2 separate regions of the Sus scrofa genome follow, and region 1 is linked to region 2. A link is a contact called in public promoter capture Hi-C data. All regions are on one chromosome and are shown on one strand. Each heading gives the region's core, a stretch centred on a gene start, on an enhancer-like site or on the middle of the called end of the contact. The rest is flanking DNA. Distances are from core to core; before and after follow the strand shown. Region 1 holds the start of LOC100624700 (UDP-glucuronosyltransferase 2C1-like). Region 2 holds the start of LOC100516628 (UDP-glucuronosyltransferase 2B18-like).

Evidence for each region. Promoter capture Hi-C pulls out the DNA fragments that hold promoters and counts their contacts.
Region 1: a promoter capture Hi-C map of liver shows a contact between it and region 2, with 8 times the contacts expected there. The contact joins the promoter of LOC100624700 here to the promoter of LOC100516628 in region 2. A contact is called at or near these places in 1 of 5 promoter capture datasets (liver) and 2 of 47 Hi-C or Micro-C datasets (epiblast stem cells and liver).

Annotation. Positions count from the first base shown.
Region 1 is chr8:66,637,403-66,643,265 of Sscrofa11.1, forward strand. It overlaps LOC100624700 (UDP-glucuronosyltransferase 2C1-like), which reads right to left and starts at 3,235. Exons shown (of 6, transcript XM_003356957.4): 1 at 2,019-3,235. The coding sequence starts at 2,739.
Region 2 is chr8:66,391,894-66,397,298 of Sscrofa11.1, forward strand. LOC100516628 (UDP-glucuronosyltransferase 2B18-like) reads right to left here and starts at 3,429. Exons shown (of 6, transcript XM_003129071.4): 1 at 2,670-3,429. The coding sequence starts at 3,384.

The DNA of each region.
Region 1 (5,863 bases), core at 1,985-4,484, 250 kb after region 2:
AATTAAAACCAAAAGAATTATCAACTCATACCTGTTAGTATAGCTATCATCAAAAGATAAGAGTTAACGAATGCTAGTGAGGGTGTGGAGAAAAGGGAATTCTTGTGCACTGTTGATGGGAATGTAAACTGGGGCAAAACTATGGAAAACAGTACGGAGTTTCCTCAAAAAACATAAATTACTATGGCACACATATATTCACTGCAACACTGCAGCATAATTTCGGTAGCCAAAATATGGAAACAATCTAAATGTTTTTCACGCTGAATGAATAGAGAAATTATGGTTATATATATGATAGAATATTATGCCATCATAAGAAAAGGGGACAACGCATCCATCATTTGCCTCAACATGGATGGAACTTGAGGAAATCATGTGAAATGAAGTAAGTCAGATAAAGACAAATACTGTTTGATATCACTTAAATGTGGAATCTAAAAATAAAACAAGAAAAAAGAAAATGAACTTTGAAAACATAGAACACAATGGTGGTTGCTGGATGCCAGGGTTAGAAGGTGGGCACCATAGGTAGGTGAAGGTGGTGAAAACCTACAAACTTAGAGTTCTAAATTAAGTCCTGGGGATGTAATATACACCATGGTGACTAGTTAGTAACACTGTATTGTATGTGTAAAATGTGCTAAAACAGTAGATCTTAGAAGTTCTCATCTCAAAAATAAAAAAAAAAAAATTGTAACTATGTGTAGCGATGAGTGTTAACTGGAGTTCTTGTTTGTTCATTTCACAGTATGTACAAATACACAATCATTATGTTGTATACCTGAGATAAAATGATTTTAAGATAGGACAAGGAAAATTCAACATAAAATTTTTTCGGCCATTTCAGCCACCACCCGACTCCACCTTAGTGTACACTGCATATCTGAATTATATATTAACTAGATTCTCTCAGAATACACAAGGATGCCTACTTGCAAAAAAAATAAATAAAATAAAATAAAATTTCCTCCTGGTGCCACCAAGATAACTCCTTACAAGATGATATTCCTTCCTTAAATCCTTAAGGAGTCACCATGACCCACTATTCACCTTGCTGGCATATGTAAACTCACTATTATTCTGATATATAGTCTTTTGTCTCAAAAACTTATACAACTGTGCTTTGACTTCTAATGGGCAGAACACTCCTCAGAGATTTCTGAAAGACTGTCTCATGGGTTATAATCCTAAAACTGGCTAGATTAATATTGATTAATTTTCATTGACACCTGAAACTCATACAATGTTAAATGTTAATTATATCTTAAAATAATCTAACTGAATAATGTAAGCAGGTATTGCTTCTTCAAGATAACTCCTTTTTAGGCAAAAGCATCCTTAACAGAATTACATTAACATTTTTAAATTAAAAAAATCAATTATGCAAAAGAAGAAAAGAAAGGATAAATGGACTCCTGAAAGAGAAATATCTTCGTGCTCACTCATTGACTCTAACACATTTATGAGCAGAACAACATGAAGAAAACAGTACGTTTAAAAGTCTACACACATGGTCCTTTAGAAAAACATCTTCCTTTTATCCCCTTTGGAAGAGAAACCAAAACACATTTATTGATTTTTTAGTTTCATGCTCATGACATGCCAAGCCTGGGAACCAGCCAATCAAGCCTTAATAGGATCCAAACAGGAAGCTTGAGAAACAGCAGGTTAATCAGAAAGAAGCAAGCTGTATAAAAGGAAAAGTAAACAAGAGGGAAGTAGTCCAAAGTTATGGAAATTAAGCACACTGTCAGATTTGAGTTTTCCAGATACTCTGAAAAAAAAAAATTAGTAGCATCAAACAGGATTTATATGTAGAGAATAATCTTTCTTTGATATATGGTCACTACTCAATCATATAAAATGAAAAAATTATTTTTTTCATTCAAAACATTTTAGCAAAAGGAGCATGGGTCCTCATTTAAAATTACCTTCTATAAGTTTTCATACGGTCAGATAAGTATTTACATTTTACATACGAAATAAGAATCATTATTACATGCAACTTCTCTTACCTAAAACCTTGCTGTAATACTCATCCCATTCTGGAAATAGATAATATAAATACATTACATCGCTCATTGTATACAATAACCAATTCTTCAGCCTCTGCATAAAAGTCATCTTATCTGTCAGCCTTGATGCGCTGCTAGGAACATAGGAAGAAGGCATAGGAAGTCCAGCACACAATCTCTCCATTGTATTACCATAGGAAGCTCGAAAAGAGTAAACAAATGGAATATTGAGGAGCTGAGCCACCAACTCCCCACAAAAGCTTAAAGGGTCTGCAATACAGACATCAAACTTAGCTGCCTGTAGCCTGCTGAGTAACTCCTTGTTTGTGACAGCGCTGTCACATACTCTTTTGGCTGTTATGAAAAATCTCTTTACCATTTTTGTCAGTGCTACTTGCTGGTCCCACCATGAGAGTTTCGGCAGTTCAAAAGAAGCTGTATAGAGCTCCGTATCCAGCTCTTTCATGAGAGTTTCCTGAGTTACCGGAAGTTGAAGGACCTCCACTTTAAAGGGGATTTTGGTATGATCAAGCAGAAGGCTTGGTGAAGGTACCAGGACGGTCAGCTCGTGCCCACGAAGATGGAGTTCTTCCAAAATAACTTTTAAATTAATCCAGTGACTAAAATCTGCCGGCCATACAAGTACTTTTCCAGTCCTTCCAGGGTCAAAGAAACACAGATGCAGGATGAAAAAGACACAGACGCCTTTCACTGTCTTCATGATAATCTCTTGCTCAAACTAATCCTGGGCTTTAGCCAAGTGCAAGAAACTCACAATCGAAAATCTCTTCCTTGACTCTCCCAATCAATGCACAGTAGGTTGGGACGACTTTGATGTGTGTACTTTGTATTAAAGATTAAAATGAGGTGCGAAGGGCGGCTCCGAGGCTCGCGGCCGCACCCTGCTCCTGACCTGGCTCCTGCGCTCCCACCGTATCCCAGGCGTGCAGTGGATCCGGAAGCATCACACCGGCGGCCACGGACTCTGTCCGCCCAGGCGAAGCGCAACATGGCCCACCGCCTGGAGACCATAGCTGAGAAGCTGCTGAGCCGATCCTTCCTCACGGAACGCGACCGCCTTCCAGGTTCTCAGGTGGGTGCAAGTGGCGCGGCTCCCCGCCCTCAGGCGGATGGAGGACCCCAACGTCACCCGGAAGTGGTCCTGACGCCGCACCCTGTCGGAGGACCCGGCAGCGCGTCCCCGCCCCTAAGTTTCATCTCCCGCGTTTCTTTTCCCTCGGCTCCGCCTCTTGTGCTTCAATGCGAGGTTCCGGGGGGGGCTTCATCGTGCAGCATTTCTTTGCTTACCTCCTGTCAGCAGTAACTGCCTAAATTAGATGAAATAGTGAGCTTTTTCAGTGAAACATACTCCTAAATCAGCATTTCTTGTGTAATTTGATATTAAAGGTGGACAATTAAATAAAAAAAAATTAAAATGAAATGTAACTACTCGGATTAAAAAAAGGTGAAAAAAGTCAATAAAATAGCAAACAACCTCCCAGAATGAGAGTTTCCAAAGATCTTTTAGAAAATATCAAAAGAAAGGGGCTTAAAGTTAAATGCAAATCCGTAATAATTTTAAAATTATGTTAAAATATGCTATCATGTGATGCATTTCAATTGAGTAGATTTTTGAATTTTTTCCCTCTGGTTTTATTTGAATGTTCATTTGAACAGAATAGTCTCTAATATTTCTCATTCATAATTCTGCTAGATACTCTGGTTAAGAGGCCATCACTGACAGAAGAAAATATATTCAGTTTAAGAGTGAGATAATTCAAATTCAGTTTAAGGCAGTGAGATTTGAATATAAATATCTTGATGCTAAGTAAAGTGCCCTTTTAGCTAAGTCACATCTATCTTTAAGAAAAAGAGAAAATATATATTTTTACTCTTACCACAGTTGAGTTTGAGTTGAGTTTCTAGGTCAAATTAAGGTTATTTTGTTTTAGAAATGTCTTAGAATGGAGAGGGTAAGTCATGAAGATATCTTGACGATCTTGGCCTTCCTTCCAGCAATATCCACTTCTCTTTCCTTGTTATAAAAAATACCCACTTCTGTTTACTTGTTCTAAGATATTTCATAAAATATAAAATTCCTTTCTTGTTGTTGTTGCCTAGCTCTCCACATGTGGATGCCTTGACTCCATGTGGATGGAAATGGAGTCAAAAATATTTAGGACAACAACTTCATCTATAATATTTTTGCTTAAAAAGTTTTTTTCCCTCAAGCAATTATCAATAGGAGGAACAATAGGAGTTAATGGTGATAATAATATTATCATAAGAATAATGGCTAATAATAAAATATAATGCTTTATTATTCAACAATTTACTAAATCTATAAATTCTACTCCCAAATTGTAAATCAATCTTCCTTTGCAATCTTAACTAGGGGTCAAATGTCAAATTGGAGCTATAGCTATAGCTACCAGCCTTCACCACTGCCACAGCAATGTGGGATCCTAGCTGAGATTGCAACCTACATCACAGGTCATGGCAATGCTGTGTCCTTAACCCACTGAGCAAGGCCAAACCTTCATTCTCATGGATACGAGGTTCATTATCACTGAGGCAAAATGGGACCTCCTAACTCTAGTCATTTTCATATCTCATCTGGATTTACTGCAATAGCCTTCAAATATTACTGCTCCAACTTCTGCTCACCTGGCACTCACTCTTCATGGAGAAACTTATTTTCAAAAAAAAAAATCTATTTCAGAAAATGTCATACTCGAGAAAGAAAACTGATTTAATAATTTTCTCTTTTATGTATATTAAAATCTATGCTCTCTGAAAAGACCCTCCATTGATATCAACTTCCTTTGAGGTTTTCATGGCAAGAGTTTCTTTTCTGGAACGACATCAGCAAGATTGCAAAATAGGATAACTCTACTGCCAACCTTGACGGAATGTTGATTTCAGCAGTCACTCAGGGATGAACACAACTTTCTGGGGGTCCAGGAGTCCATGGAGGAGTTTTAGACTACCATGAGCAAGTGCAGAAACTTTCCCCAAATCTGTGGGATTGGGAGAAAGCTCATACACAGGAGCATTTCGGGATTCTAGGGGAAACAAATGGGAGGCTCTCGACACTTGGCTTGCATCGTGGAATCAAAAGAATGCATGCAATCTGAAGAAATCCCTTTTCAGGTGGGAAGAAGCAATGTGGGGCAGACAATGAAAACACTTATCTGAGTAGCTTAATTTTTCAATAGAAAACAGTGTTGGCCATTTTGATTTATACAATATACTGTTCCTACTCCAGATATCAGTTCCCCTTAAATTCCAATTTCTATTGATTCACTCATTGATAATACCCCCAGTTTCTGTTGTTGATTCTGTTTGGGGCAGTGTCATCTCAAAAGTGTCTGCAGTCAGAAAACTCTGGTTCATTTCATTAGCTTCTGTTCTCTTAGTTGTTCTGTTTCTATGATACCTGATGTTCATAACTGAAAAGAGTTGTGACATGTAATTTGTCCATTTTTCTAGTTGGTTATGGCAGAGGGTTAGACTGGTACCAGTTAGAGTCAATAGCTTAACTGACTTAATTCCTAAGCAGTTTAAACAACTTGGACTTGCCTTTGTGTAAACTAAATGAAACAGAAATTGAGGAAACTTTCTAACAAAAAAGATGAGTTTTGTAATGTAGAAATTTAGTGACCCACTGAACTCTTGTAAGAGAAAGTATATCTCCTTATTTTTTCAGAATTATTAAGAGAACAAAATAGACACTTTTTTTTCCTGCTAACATACAAATTCATTAACATCTAGGTCAGGAAACACCTAATAGCAGAATTGACTACAATTTTGAATGAAGTTTTACTGAGTAAAATGTTATCATA
Region 2 (5,405 bases), core at 2,179-4,678:
GTAAGTAAATGGTGATAAGGGAACATATCTCTTGAAAAGAAAATATTAGTTAGCTGAGTGTTATATGCTGAATGTCGAAAGTGTCTATTGTAAAAAGACTATCCAGATCAAAAAACAAACAACAAACAAACAAAAATACTTGGGTTTTCTACATTGCAGCATTCTTTTTGCTTAGCACTATATTTCCCTAAGTTATACATGGATTTTTGAAGTTAGGGTCTCACACATTTTTTTCAGTTAATACAATACACAGAGTGGTTAGGTCCAGGGGCAAGTCTGCTGTGCTGCTGTGTTTTAATCTCAGCTCTATCACTCCTTTTCCAGGAGAACTTGGGTAGGTTACCTGAGTTTTTAAATTAATTAATTAATTAATTAATTTTTTGCTTTTTAGAGCCTTACCTGCAGCATATGGAGGTTCCCAGGCTAGGGGTCAAATCGGAAATGTAACCACTGGCCTATGCCACAGCCCCGCCAGATATGAGCCACATCTGCAACCTACCTCACAGCTCACAGCAATGCCAGTTCCTTAACCCACTGAGCAAGGCCAGGGATTGAACCCGCAACCTGATGCTTACTAGTAGGATTTATTTCTGCTGCACCATGATGGGAACTCCCAGTTACTAAACTTTTTTTTACTTCAGTTTCTATATCTATAAAATGCGGAGAATAATAGTAGCTATGAAGAGAATTTCTGTGTGTTATCTTCGATGAGTTATCAAATATAAAGGACTTAGAAGATTTCCTGGAAGAGAGTAAATCCTCAATAAATGTTTATTCATTTCCTTCTGCCCTCTGCAAACAAGAAACATAGAAGAAGTGCAATAAATATTCGTCGTTGAATGAGTATGCTCACAGAATCAAGATTAGCAATCATCCAGGTATGAAAAATATCCTGGACCCTCACATTTTGCTTCATTTTTCAAACCAGATGTTGTAGAATCATAAAACAGACATTGATACATCTAATTTTTTTTTTTTTTTTTTTTTTTGTCTTTTGTCCTTTTAGGGTCGCAACTGTGGCATATAGAGGTTACCAGGCTAGGGGGGGAATCAGAGCTAGAGCTGCTGGCCTATAGCACAGCCACAGCAATGCCAGATCTGAGCCACGTCTGCAACTACACCACAGGTCACGGCAATGCCAGATCCTTAACCCACTGAGTGAGGCCAGGGATCAAACCTGCAACCTCATGGTTCCTAGTCAGATTCATTTCTGCTGCACCACGATGGGAATTCTGATACATCTAATATTAATCCTCAGTGTTTCAAGATTACTTAGCAGATGCCTTTTCATCCACTGAGAAGGAAAGAATAATACTAGATAATTTCTAGAGACAACTCATCCATAACTAAGCAATTTTCCTTCTTAATAGAAATATTAGATGATGGAGATGTTAGATATATTAGAATAATAGAAAAACCAAATGAAGGAGAGAGATAGCAGCAGCTGATTCGGAAAGTGAAAAGAATGAAGCCTCAGCTATGAGCGCATAAGAATGTTTAATTTTAAAGACAAATAAAGTTTATACACAAAGTGTCATCATTCTTTACATAGTCTTTTTTTTTTTTTTTTAACTAGACCCAGGTTTAAAAAATAGATTTCCTCATGACTGATCTTCACTTGATTTTTATCAATGTATTTAAAGAAGTTTCTTATCTAGTGTCTTAAATGGCTACATGCCCTTTGTAACTCCACCCATTGAGAAGCGGAGGCTACGTCTTCACCCTTTGAATCTGGGTTTGCCTCATGACTTCTTTTACCAAGAGAAGGTGGCAGAAATGATACTGTGTGACTTCCAAATCTAGGCCTAAAACATTCCTATAAGGTGTTCTAGAATTCTGCTATCACCTGTAAAAGTCCAAACTCGGAGTTCCCGTCGTGGTGCAGTAGTTAACGAATCCAACTAGGAACCATGAGGCTGTGGGTTCGGTCCCTGCCCTTGCTCAGTGGGTTAACGATCCGGCGTTGCCTTGAGCTGTGGTGTAGGTTGCAGAGGCGGCTTGGATCCCGCGTTGCTGTGGCTCTGGCGTAGGCTGGCGGCTACAGCTCCGATTGGACCCCTAGACTGGGAACCTCCATATGCCGTGGCAGCGGCCCAAAGAAATAGAAAAAAGACCAAAAAAAAAAAAAAAAATCCAAACTCTTTGGAGATATCACATGGAGGAGATAATTAAAATGTCCTGACAGTCTGTCAAAACCTAGCCATGTGAGCAACACTTTCTGGACTCTTCTACCCCAGCCAAGCTGATAGCTAACTCTAGCCTAATGAATAAGCCCGGGTAAGCCCCAGGGAAGAACATTTCCCTGAGCCCAGTCCAAATCACTGCCTCACAGGATCATGAGCAGATAATATGGCTGCTGTTTTAACCCCTAAGGTTTAGGATGGTTGATATTACAGCTATAAATAACAGAGTGCATATGTTCCTTTTAAAATAAACAAGCCCTAAGAATACTCCCATATTGGGTAGTTATTAAATGGAGCAGCATCTCCAGTGTCACAGAGTGCTGGATTACTCTGCATACCCTCTTGAATAGTTGATAAATTTTGACACTACACAAAATAAAATATAAGTTATTTCAAAGTATATATAATATATTAACTTCAACACACACAAAGAAATGTTTCTTTCCATCTACTGGAGGAAAAATGTTATAAATAAACCAGACTTACCTAATACTTCACTGTAAAATTTATCCCACTTTTTCTTGTTGAAAGTCTCAAATGCGTAGTCAAAATATAGGTAATACAACATGTTTGTCACCCTCTCCATAAATGTCATTTTGTCACTAAGTTCTGATATGATAACAGGTACATAGGAAGGAGGTAATATAAGCCCTCCACAGAGTTTTTCATATGTTTTGCCAGTGGTAAATCGAAGACTGTAGACCAAAGGTAGGTTAAGTAGTTCAGACAGCAACTCAGCACAGGGAGAAATGGCATCTCCAAGAACAACGTCATATCTTGATCCTTGCAGTTTCTTCATAAGTTTCTGGTTCAAAACTACATCCTCACAAAGCTTTTGAACAGTATCAGAATATTCGTGGTATATTTTTTGCATCTTTGAATCATATGCCCATAATGTACTCTTTGGTAAATCATATGTCCATGTCTTGACCCATTTCATAAAGTGCATATCAAGCTCCTTCTTAGTAAATGATGTAGGATAAACCTCAAATTTGAAGGCAGATGGTTCATTGGGATCTACAAGGATGGAAGCTGAAGATGCTAGCACGGTTACTTCATGGCCCCTCTGAGCAAGTTCATTCAATATTGTCTTTAAATTGATCCAGTGGCTGTATTCCATGGGCCAAACCAGCAGGTGTCCACCGGAGGCACAACTGAAATAAAAAAAAAGCAAAAGAAGGGAATCCCTTGTCTTAGACATTTTGGTAAAATCTAAACCTTCTTCACAAACTTTCTGAAATTTAAATGTAGTTCTCAGTTACATCAATGAAAGAATCAATTTAGTAGTTAAATTATAACTGGTACACAGCAAAGTCCCAATGACTATTCAGCTAAATATTAAGACTTTGTTTCTGAGACCATGCCTTAGTAATCTCTCTGCAAGCTAATCTCCAGGTCAAAGGTTTTGGAAAGCAAATAAGAGGTAGGTGATATAGGTACAGTAAATCCCAGTATCATTTTAAAGCTAGTGCTCCAGGCTAAGAGGAAATTACCTTGCATATAGGGAGTTTCCAGATAAGAAATAGCATGGGGTCAACACAAGTATATTCTGATTTATTGGAACCTGTCCAAGCATTTCTTTTTCTATATTTTCACACTTGTTTTATTAGTTCCATTTTGTTTGCCATGGCTTTGTTCTTTTGACAATAGATATTCCTTTGTTTTTTTCCCCTTTTATCCAAACATAGACATCCTTTGAATATAACTTTAGTTACTTTTCTTTATTTGAGAATATTGCCTCAGAATTGTGATTTTTCTTTTCTGAACATTTGCAACATTTCTTCTATTACTGTCACTTCTTCATTACCTCTTCAGTACTTACTCTTAGAAAGTATTTATCCTCTAAGTACCTACTTCTGAACTTAGTTTTGTATACTGCCTTTATAATCCAGGGAAGTTATATTTTTAAAAAACCTTTTGAGGAACTCCGAACGAATTGGAAGTAGGAAGGGAATATATATGTCCTGAGATAGATTTGTTTATATACTATCAATAATATGCTGACTCGAAAGGAGAATCTTTCTTAGAAAGGATTTGCTTATAGATTCTAAGCAAAACTGTATTAGCGGAGTTGCAATATCCTTTGATTTTGGTAATGCCCTTTGATGGATGTTTTGATGTGTTACTCTTATTCTCCTTTTGGGAATATAGAAATTATTTCCCAGTTGATGAGGAAATTATCAGCTGACACCCCTTATAACCATATTTCTTTGAAAATTGTCTCTGCTAAAGAGCAATCCAGTCAAAAGTCAGGTCTCTTTCCTGGGGCAACCCAAATCCAGTGCCTGGTGTCCTCATTTTAATTTGGGCCAACTCCCAATGGGTTGCTCGAAACCTGTGATGAATATGCATTATGTTTAAATTTTTTCCAGTGTCCAATCTTGCTTCCTACTCTCTTTGTTGTAAAGTTTGTTTCCAAGAGTGTGTCTTAATAATTTCTCTGCAAGCTAATTCGTAGCTCAGAATCTGCATCTTGGGGGCACCCAACATTTGATAATTATGCTCTCAAAGGGAGAGTGGGCAGACAGGTGAGTAGCTGCCCTGAGGTTTATTTTTGCAGGCTGGTTATGTGGGGGCACACCTTGGGGAAAGAGGGCTTTGGGGTTTGCATTGCCTGATTTTCACCAGCTCAACCTTCCTGAGTGTAGGAGGGATTAGATATCTTCATCAGCCACTATTCCGCTCACCAGTTTATCTGCTGGGCCCCAAACATTCACGTTCATCATATATGCAAAAGACATTCATCTCATCCAAAGGTTACTAAATGTCTCAGCACAATACAACATGATCTCAAAATCCCAAATGTCATTATTCATATTATCTCAATCAGGTGTGGGAGAGGCTCTGGATATAACCAATTAAGGAACAAGATTCCTCTCCTGTGAAACTAAACAGCAACATGTTTGCTCCCATAATATAATTGTGACATGTCCATCTTAACACTTATAGACACTGTGGCTTAAAGCAGAATGCAATGGGGGAAAAGGCTGACTCCTACTGTGTTCTCTGGTTTAGTTGATTCATACCCTCAATCTCTCCAAATAGTTTTTTGTGTGAATGAATACTTTGATCTTTTGATTTTTTCTGAGGTATTAGCAAAAGATTCTATAACCAAACCCTTACCTTTTTCTCCAGGGCATTTTTTTTTCCCACAGTAGTTCTCTTAACATTAGCTTCTTTTGCACTCCGGACAGACTGTGAATTTCACAAATCACCAAGTCC